Linked DNA regions of Arachis hypogaea: region 1 is linked to region 2. A link is a contact called in public Hi-C data. All regions are on one chromosome and are shown on one strand. Each heading gives the region's core, a stretch centred on a gene start, on an enhancer-like site or on the middle of the called end of the contact. The rest is flanking DNA. Distances are from core to core; before and after follow the strand shown. Region 1 has its middle 11 kb from the start of LOC112780026. Region 2 holds the start of LOC140182154 (serine/threonine-protein phosphatase 7 long form homolog).

The links. A called contact is a pair of places that touch in the nucleus more often than the background predicts.
Region 1: a contact with region 2 is called in a Hi-C map of an unstated tissue, with 2.5 times the contacts expected there. The contact joins the enhancer-like site here to the promoter of LOC140182154 in region 2. A contact is called at or near these places in 2 of 8 Hi-C or Micro-C datasets (leaf and an unstated tissue).

Annotation. Positions count from the first base shown.
Region 1 is chr19:15,132,947-15,137,437 of arahy.Tifrunner.gnm2.J5K5, forward strand. No RefSeq gene overlaps it. Among protein-coding and RNA genes, the nearest start is that of LOC112780026, 11 kb to the right of the region's middle. Within about 2 kb of position 2,340, at least 3 of the 3 cell types and tissues checked have open chromatin away from gene starts, as enhancers often do.
Region 2 is chr19:15,025,264-15,029,466 of arahy.Tifrunner.gnm2.J5K5, forward strand. LOC140182154 (serine/threonine-protein phosphatase 7 long form homolog) reads right to left here and starts at 1,779. Exons shown (of 3, transcript XM_072228280.1): 1 at 1,724-1,779; 2 at 1,541-1,631; 3 at 1,169-1,441. The coding sequence starts at 1,779. The coding sequence ends at 1,169. LOC140182153 reads left to right here. Exons shown (of 2, transcript XM_072228279.1): 1 at 1-618; 2 at 1,019-1,142. The coding sequence ends at 1,142.

The DNA.
Region 1 (4,491 bases), core at 1,090-3,589, 110 kb after region 2:
TGCCCCCCAAAATTTTGTTTCAAGCTCCGCCACTGTTAAGAAGGACCTAATTAAAAAAAATTAAACCTTTATTTAGATTTAACAAAATTTACTATAATAGTAATAACAATAATAAATATGGATTAAAAATAAAAATAATAAGTTAGTTTATTAAAAGATTAAGATGATTCAAAGTTCAAACAAAATAAAATATATAAACTGAAGCCTTTTTTTGTAATTGTTAAAGATCGATAAAAAAAATAATTTTGGGGTGAGGTTTATCATTATCTTACTAAATTTAATTTTAATTAGTATAATTAGTCAATCAAAATTTTGAATTAACCACTTGCAGAAAATGCAAGGCTCCTGTACTTCTCCTGCAAAGAGTGTAGATTTTGTTCTTTTTTAAACACTTGTCAAGTTCTTTAATGAGCCAATTGTAAAAATTTTTTTCTTTTTATACCATAAAACTCACCAAAATTAAATATATAGAAAATTGACCTAAGAAAGATAAAAACAAATAAATATAAGATAAGAACAACTAAAGATAAGATAAGATAAAATAATAAAGACAAATTGTAATTGAATTTATGTTTTGTTAGACTGAATTTATGGATTATGAAATTTTTTTATTATTGTCATCGATTAAGGTGAAATAGTAGTTTAATAGAGTGAAATGACGGAATCGGGTTTTAATATGATGCGGCTCTGTGCGTAACTACTAAAGCTCAACGTAAGAGGCAGGCCGCTACAACCAACTGACCAAGTAGGACGTAATCGGCTTGAAGCTGATGGGCTTTTTTTAGTTGGCTTCACAGGATACTAACAATAAATACTAAATAGAAGTGGACCTATAAATGAAAATTGAATTTAGAGTATTTATTTTAGTTTTTTGGTGTTATAGATTGATGAAATATTCTATTTTTTTTAGAGTAGTGCTAGGGAGCCAATAGCCTAAAAAAAGCTAATTTTGAGTTCACCAATATTCAAACTCTTAACCTTCTGAATCTGGAACTCTAATACCATGTCCTGAAACCACTCATCCCAAAAGTGTAACTTGATAGAATAATGTAACACTAATAAGCATATTTCTAATACTTTCTAAACTTTCATTGTACACATTGTACGTTTAGGTAATTGGCTCCCTATACTTTCTCTTTTTTTTTTATTATTATGAGAGAGGTGTATGGAAAGAAATTATTAAACTTCACTAAAAAAGGAAATAATTAAAAGAAATTAAAGTTGGAAGGATGTGGACGTTGATGGTTGAATAACTAAAAAAATACAATGAAGGTAGTGCTGGATTAATATTTAATAATAATTTGGTTGAGAGTTGAGACAGAAGTCGGATTGGGAAAAATGGATTGAAATGAGAGACATATCAGTGCGTGATCGAACGCATGTTGGAATCTAATTTCAATTTGTTGGAATATTTCCTTTTTTAGTGCATTTTATTTCTCAACCTTTATTCACTCCCTTATTCAAAGGTCATTACTTATAGTTATATGCCAATTCCAAGTTACTGCTTGTTGCATAAATAACATAATTCACATGCAAAGACTGCAACGTCCTAACAGTTAGCTCATTTGCTAATGAGTTAGCTCAAATGACATAATCTTGGTCGTGGATTGGATTCTCTCTCCTAACTTTGAAAAAAATACAGTTAGTTTATTTAGTAAACTATAAACAACACACACAATTCAAAGGTTTGATGACTTTAAAATTGACTTCAGTTCAACAGTCGTTTCGTAAGGAACATATGAATCAATGCAAAATTATTCATCAATTACTCATTAAAATATTCAAACCAGTTCTCATAATTTCAGATCCAATTGTCCCTGACTCCCTCAACCGAAAATATCCTTCCATGCTACTTTTTAATACTGCATTTCCATATCGTACTATTAATTCGCACCAAATACTTAAGGTTGCACTTACAACGCCGACCAATAATTGAGCAAGCTATTCCCAAACGCTAAACCCCAATACTCTCCATCTTATGCTTCTAAGTTCTAACAATCTAACATTGCCTCAGTGTTCTTGCTTTATAAGTCGACAAGGGAAAGCATCAACAAATTCAATATACAACATTCCGCCTCTCACAATTTGATCATTAGTTTTCGTTTTTTTTTTTTTTTGGGTCAGGCAATTCTAAATTCTTTTTTGTGTAACAACTAACTCATAAGGTCACATTTTCTTCCCTCCAATGTCCAACAAAAATATTCTCTTACAAATTCCACCAGACAAAAATAAATTAGCAACCCAAAAATAATTTCGCATACTACTTGTAAAACTGGCCCACACCAGTATGACCCACTCAACCTAAACTTTATCCACCCATGGCTTTTTCCAGCATTCTGTTAAACAACTGCGTTGCTCTATCCAAAAAATTGCGTTGCAGGCTCGTCGCTTAGCCAACCTTTTTGTGGACTTAAGCCAAGGACATGTAGCACCACTTGAAGAGTTGTCTGTTTTGGATAACGGATTCACGGGTCATCCCCACACCGTACATTCCACGTTCAAATGGTTATGTCAAAATAACTCCTTTCAATTGCAGTCATTCTTAATTTTATATCAATATATCAACGCTTCTTATTTACTGAATATCGGTATACCAGTTAAGGACACTAATATACTTGAAAGCCATCCTAAAAGCTAAGGTATACCCGTTTGAGCTTTGTCTCTTGCGCTTTATAATTTAATTAAGAGAAAATTATACTCTCCTCTTTTGAAAGATGCTAAAATGACACTACTTTTTTTTTTTTTATAAAATGTATATTCTCCACCCTTATAACTTTTAAAAAACTCCTTCTTTAATCTATTTTAAATTTTTTGTGTTAACTAATGTTAACTTTATCTATTTTTTTAAGAAAAAATAAATTATTTTTTACAAAAAATACCCTTTAACAAAAATTTTATTTTTTTGTTATTAAATTTTGCTTACCAAAATATTTTTTAATAAATTATTTTTTTATTGATGAAATTATACTTTTACCAAAATATTTTTTTAAAAAATTAATAATTAAATTATTTTTTTCTAAAATACCCTTCAATAATTTTTTAATTATTAAATTGTGATTTTACCAAAATTTTTGTTAATAATTATAGTTATATTTTACTATTAATTTTTTGATATCAATATATATTAATTTTTATACATATTAACAGTAGTAAGATTTTTTATTTAATGTTAAAATAATATATATTTATATCAAAAAATTAATAATAAAATATAAAAATAATTGTTAACGAAAATTTTGGTAAAATCATAATTTAGTAATTAAAAAATTATTAAAGGGTATCTTAAAAAAAATAATTTAATTATTAAATTTCTTTTAAAAATATTTTGGTAAAAATACAATTTAATGAACAAAAAAATAATTTATTAAAAGGTATTTTGGTAAACAAAATTTAATGACAAAAAAATAAAATTTTTTCTAAAGGGTATTTTTGTAAAAAAATAATTTATTTTTTCTTAAAAAATGGATGAAGTTAACGTTAGTTAACACAAAAAATTTAAAATGGATTAAAGATAAAGTTTATTAAAAATTATAAGGGATCGTAGGAGAATGCACATTTTACGAATAGGAAAAAAATATATCATTTTAACATCTTTTAAGAGAGAAAAGTAAAATTTTCTCTTTAACAAAACATTCCTTTTATTATATCAAATTTTAATTATACTATCCAATTTTTATAATTTTATTAAATTTTTAATTAAATCTTTTTGACAGACATATAACACAAGAGATACATACAAAATAATTATTTTCTTTTTCAAGTGAAAAACAAAAATAATTAATATTTACTGAAATGTCACTAATATATATAACACCGCAATCAATTTAGGTTGATTAAATAAGTATTAAAAATTTGAATTTAATTTTGTACATGTATTAATTTAATGTCCAATAAATCAGTAACTAATTTTAAATACAGTTCAAATCCACAACGAATTAGTTTTTTACCTATAGAATTAGGCGGAAGGCTTCTTTCATGTCAATGTGTTCATTCATTGGCACATCCAAATTAAACCCTTGAAGTAAAGTCTCAAGTGATGACTTTCATCATCAAGCTCTTTTTAGCTCCAACCATACTAGCAATTAAGAATTAACTAAAGCATACATGCGGTTGTGAATAAATAAGCTTTATCCAAGTATTGAATTGTGAATTGTTATAACTTATAAGGCAATAAGTAACCTTAGAAGTTGAGATTGATGCTGATCAATGGTGTGCTAGATTTAATTAGATCATATCTGATTTTAATATTTATTTTAAAAATTTAAATTCAATTCTAAATTAATTCAAAATAAATCGATGTATAATTAAGATATACAATTTTATTAATTTTATATAATAAATTAATAAAATTTTACTTTTTAATAAGTTTAATATATTATAGAATATATATATCAAAATAAATTATTTTAAAATAAAAATGACACTGTATAATATAAAAATATTTTAAACTATAAAAACATAACATTTTATTAATAATTTTATCATAAAATA
Region 2 (4,203 bases), core at 529-3,028:
AGCCATTAAGACATTGGTAGAAGCTGACCCATCCATAAAGGTAAAATCTGTCATTGCTGAAGTTCAATCAAAGTTTAATTACACTATAAGTTATCGGAAAACATGGTTGGCAAAGCAGAAGTCAGTAGAAAAAATATTTGGAGGTTGGGAGGCTTCCTATGAAGCTCTGCCTATATGGTTTGAAGTCATGTGTGCTAAGGAGCCATCAGCAGCCGTCCACTTTGAGACCATGCCTTGTTATCAGGGGGATGACTTGGTTCCTAATATTCGGGTGCTACATCGGGTTTTCTGGAGTTATTACCCTTGCATTAGAGCATTCAGGCACTGCAAACCAGTTGTACAGGTAGACGGGACTCATTTATATGGAAAATATAAGGGTTGTCTGTTGGTGGTAGTTTCACAGGATGGAAACAACAATATAGTGCCCATTGCATTTGCTATTGTCGAGGGTGAGACTTCTGATGCGTGGTATTTTTTCCTTAGTAATTTGCGACGACATGTGGTGACACGGGATGGTGTGGGCTTTATCTCTGATCGACACGATTCTATAAGTTCGGCCGTGGAACGCAATAATGGAGCTTGGTCGCCTCCGAGAGCTTTCCACATGTTCTGCATCAGGCATATAGAGTCTAATTTTTTGAGAAAATTTAAGGCACCATATCTCCAAAAGCTTATCGTCAACATAGGTAACTAAAATAAATACATAGTTTGCATGTTATAGTAACCGTCATTGTAATGGATGTCTTGTTTTTTCTGTGTCGCAGGATACTCTAGGACAGTGCGCGAATACTAGTTGCATTACGAACGTTTACGCGAGCGGGGTGAAGCATACACAAGGTGGCTGGACAGAATTCCTCGTGAACAGTATGCTTTGGCATTCGATGGTGGATATCGATGGGGTCACATGACTACAAATTTAGTGGAGGTGCATTAATTCGGTATTGAAGGGGGCGCTTAATCTCCCAGTCACTGCACTTGTAAAGGCAACATTTTACAGACTGAATGAGTTATTCACCAGGAAAAGGGCTGAAGCGGAGGCTCGAATTAATGCTGGTTATGTGTTTTCAGAGACCGTGACCTCTAAATTGCATGCAAATCAACGCGCAGCCGGGAACATTCAGGTTAATTTCACAGGCTCATGAATTAGGACATGACTATATCGGTTGGTCTACTGCATTATCCAAAATCTGTGTGTGACAGACCAATCCAAATTTTTGGGTCCGGTCAAAATCTTACCATGTTGGCCATCTAGAGACCTCTCCTGATGTGGCACACCCTGTACGAACCCAAATCGTCTCCTACACCTATCGGTTGCATACCACTCAAGAGTCTCAAACGATATCAATGGTATCGTTGCACTCCAAATTTCTGATTGACTACAGATGTCTTCTGGAATGACATCTGCCTCTATCCGATCAACGTCGTAAGCTTCCCAAACAAACTGGATTGGATAAAAAAATATTATTAAGCACTACATAATACGAAGGCATCAAGAAACATGTATATCCAGATGTTTCTATATCAATGGATGAGAATACACCTGACCTTCCTGAACTTCATCTAACAATCCCCTAAAATAAGCAACAGTATGATATCTATATTGCCAATTATGATGCTCCCAGTTACGCCATCTGTCAACATTTTTTTTATTACTAAAGTTTCAAACCAGATATTGCAATAGAAAGTAACACAATATTCAATCTCATTTAACAATTGATATTACCGGTTAGCCAGTGAAAAGAACCACGGGGTTCTAGAAATCGGGGCAAGAACCGGCATACGAATCCAAGCCCAAATATGCAACAATGTCAGTGGACCATCAATCTCTTTACAGTTAAATCGAGATGCTCTACACAATGCTCTGTACAAGTGTGCTAGGGATGTCGATCCTCATCTAATTTCGTGTATCTGTGAGAAGTCACGAAGCAATGGAAGAAATTTTCAGTAAACCGCTGACCCAGACTTATCAGCAAACAAGATTGACCCAAACAACAACAATATATGGCATTTAACGTACTTTTCCATGGCAACTCGATCATTCAAAATTAATATTTCTTTCACATTTTTAATCCAGGTCATCTTGATATAACTTCCTCTGCAATCACTGGTTCTCGGTGCAACTCCAAATTGATGTAAGCATTCAGATTCCATGGCTTCCTGACTAGTTATGGTTGTTCCTGTCACGGGTAGACCATTTATCGGAATACCTAGGATTAGAGCCATATTCTCCAACGTAACGGCGCACTCACCCGTCGGGAGATGGAAGGTATGAGTATCTGGATACCATCTCTCTACTAGAGCTGTTACCAAAGCTGACTGACCTTGGATCACTCCAACTTAGGATACATGATAAAATCCAATGGCTTGGACAAGAAGCTTAACAATCGGATTGTATAATCCCGATGAGTTCATGTGAACACACCTCAAAGTTTTTGTGCCCTACAAAATATAGACGAATAATTAACTCAAGTTATCTTTTGGTAGTTAATCATACATGAGTACAAAGACTTATAACTAACATTAAATATACACCCAAACAAAAAATAAATTAACCTCTATACTTAGTTGTCATTATCACTAAGCTTCTTATCAACAAAATGACCATTATTACTTATATTTTAACACAAAAACTAATTAATAATTATCTCCAATAACTTAATTATTTAAATTATGACAATAATTAGTTCAAATTGCTATCTATTTTGTTACAAGTATAGTTTATTCATTAAATTAAAAGTACTAATTTACATTCTCATACAACTCAAATGAATTTATAAGATTATTCACAAACTACACTCTATTAATATAATTATTAATATTTCTTAATCAACATTTCTAAATTTATAAAATAAATCTAATCAGGTGGTATCAATAATTTTAATCATTCCACTAAATTTTAATTACCATTCTACTAACAAATACAATTACTAAATCTATAAAATAAATTTAAGAATTCTAATTTATATTCTCCTACAATCTAAAATAATTAATATAATTATAGAGAAATTAAACTCTATTAATAGTGCTTAATTAAATTATTATGTCACTAACACTAAATAAAAACTACCAAAAATTCCAGCAACAACTGTCATCAATAAAACTACCCACTAAACTAAATTCTAATTACTATTTTACTCAAACAAATACAATTAATAAACCTATAAAACAAATCTAATCATATAATAACTAATATTCTACTAATTTTTTTTACCTACAAAATTATTATTATTATTATTATTATTATTATTATTATAAACGAACAAACTAATATTATAATATATATATATATATATATATATATATATAAAAGACTAAATTAACTATTATCAACAAACAATATATGTTTAACTACAATATATTTACTATAAATTACATCAAATCTACAATATAATTATTTTTCTATTTATATTAAAAAAAATTAACAAAAATACTTACATAATGAAGTTGGCTAAGATAGTTAATAATATAAAGTTCAGGACGATATATATATATATATATATAACCATTATCAACAAACAATATATGTTTAACTATAATATATTTACTATAAATTACATCAAATCTACAATATAATTATTTTTTTATTTATATTAAAAAAATTAACAAAAATACTTACATAATGAGGTTGGCTAAGATAGTTAATAATATGAAGTTCGATCTTTTTCTTTAATTTTTTTTTCTTAGGTATTGTGGTTTTTATTTATTGTAAATGTATGAATTTGGAGCTATGAAAGGTAAAAGATGAAGAAAGATTGCTGAAACTGAACCAAATGGAATTGAAAGGGATGAATGAAGAGAGAAGCAAGAGATACTCTCGTACAATTGCTATCAAGTCCCATTCACTCCATGTGCATGGGGCACAGGTGGTTACTGACCACAAATCCACAATACTGAGGCTCAAAATTGTAGAGTCCTCTTTTACCATTGATCATTGTTGATATAACCCTGCCCGTTAGATTGATGAAGAGTGAAATTTGAGCCTCAGATTTCGGGCATCATTGCATTCACCGTTCGATCTTTCGTTGATTTATTTTTGGCCATCCGATTGTCTCATAAGTGTGTTCCAGTTGTATTCAAATCTGAGGGTTTGATTTGAAGAAAACTAACCCTTCGATTTGTGGTGTTGTAAATCTGAGCTTTCGATTTATCTTTTGTCATTGTCTATATCCAAGGATTACACACAGAGTCTCAATAACGGTGAAA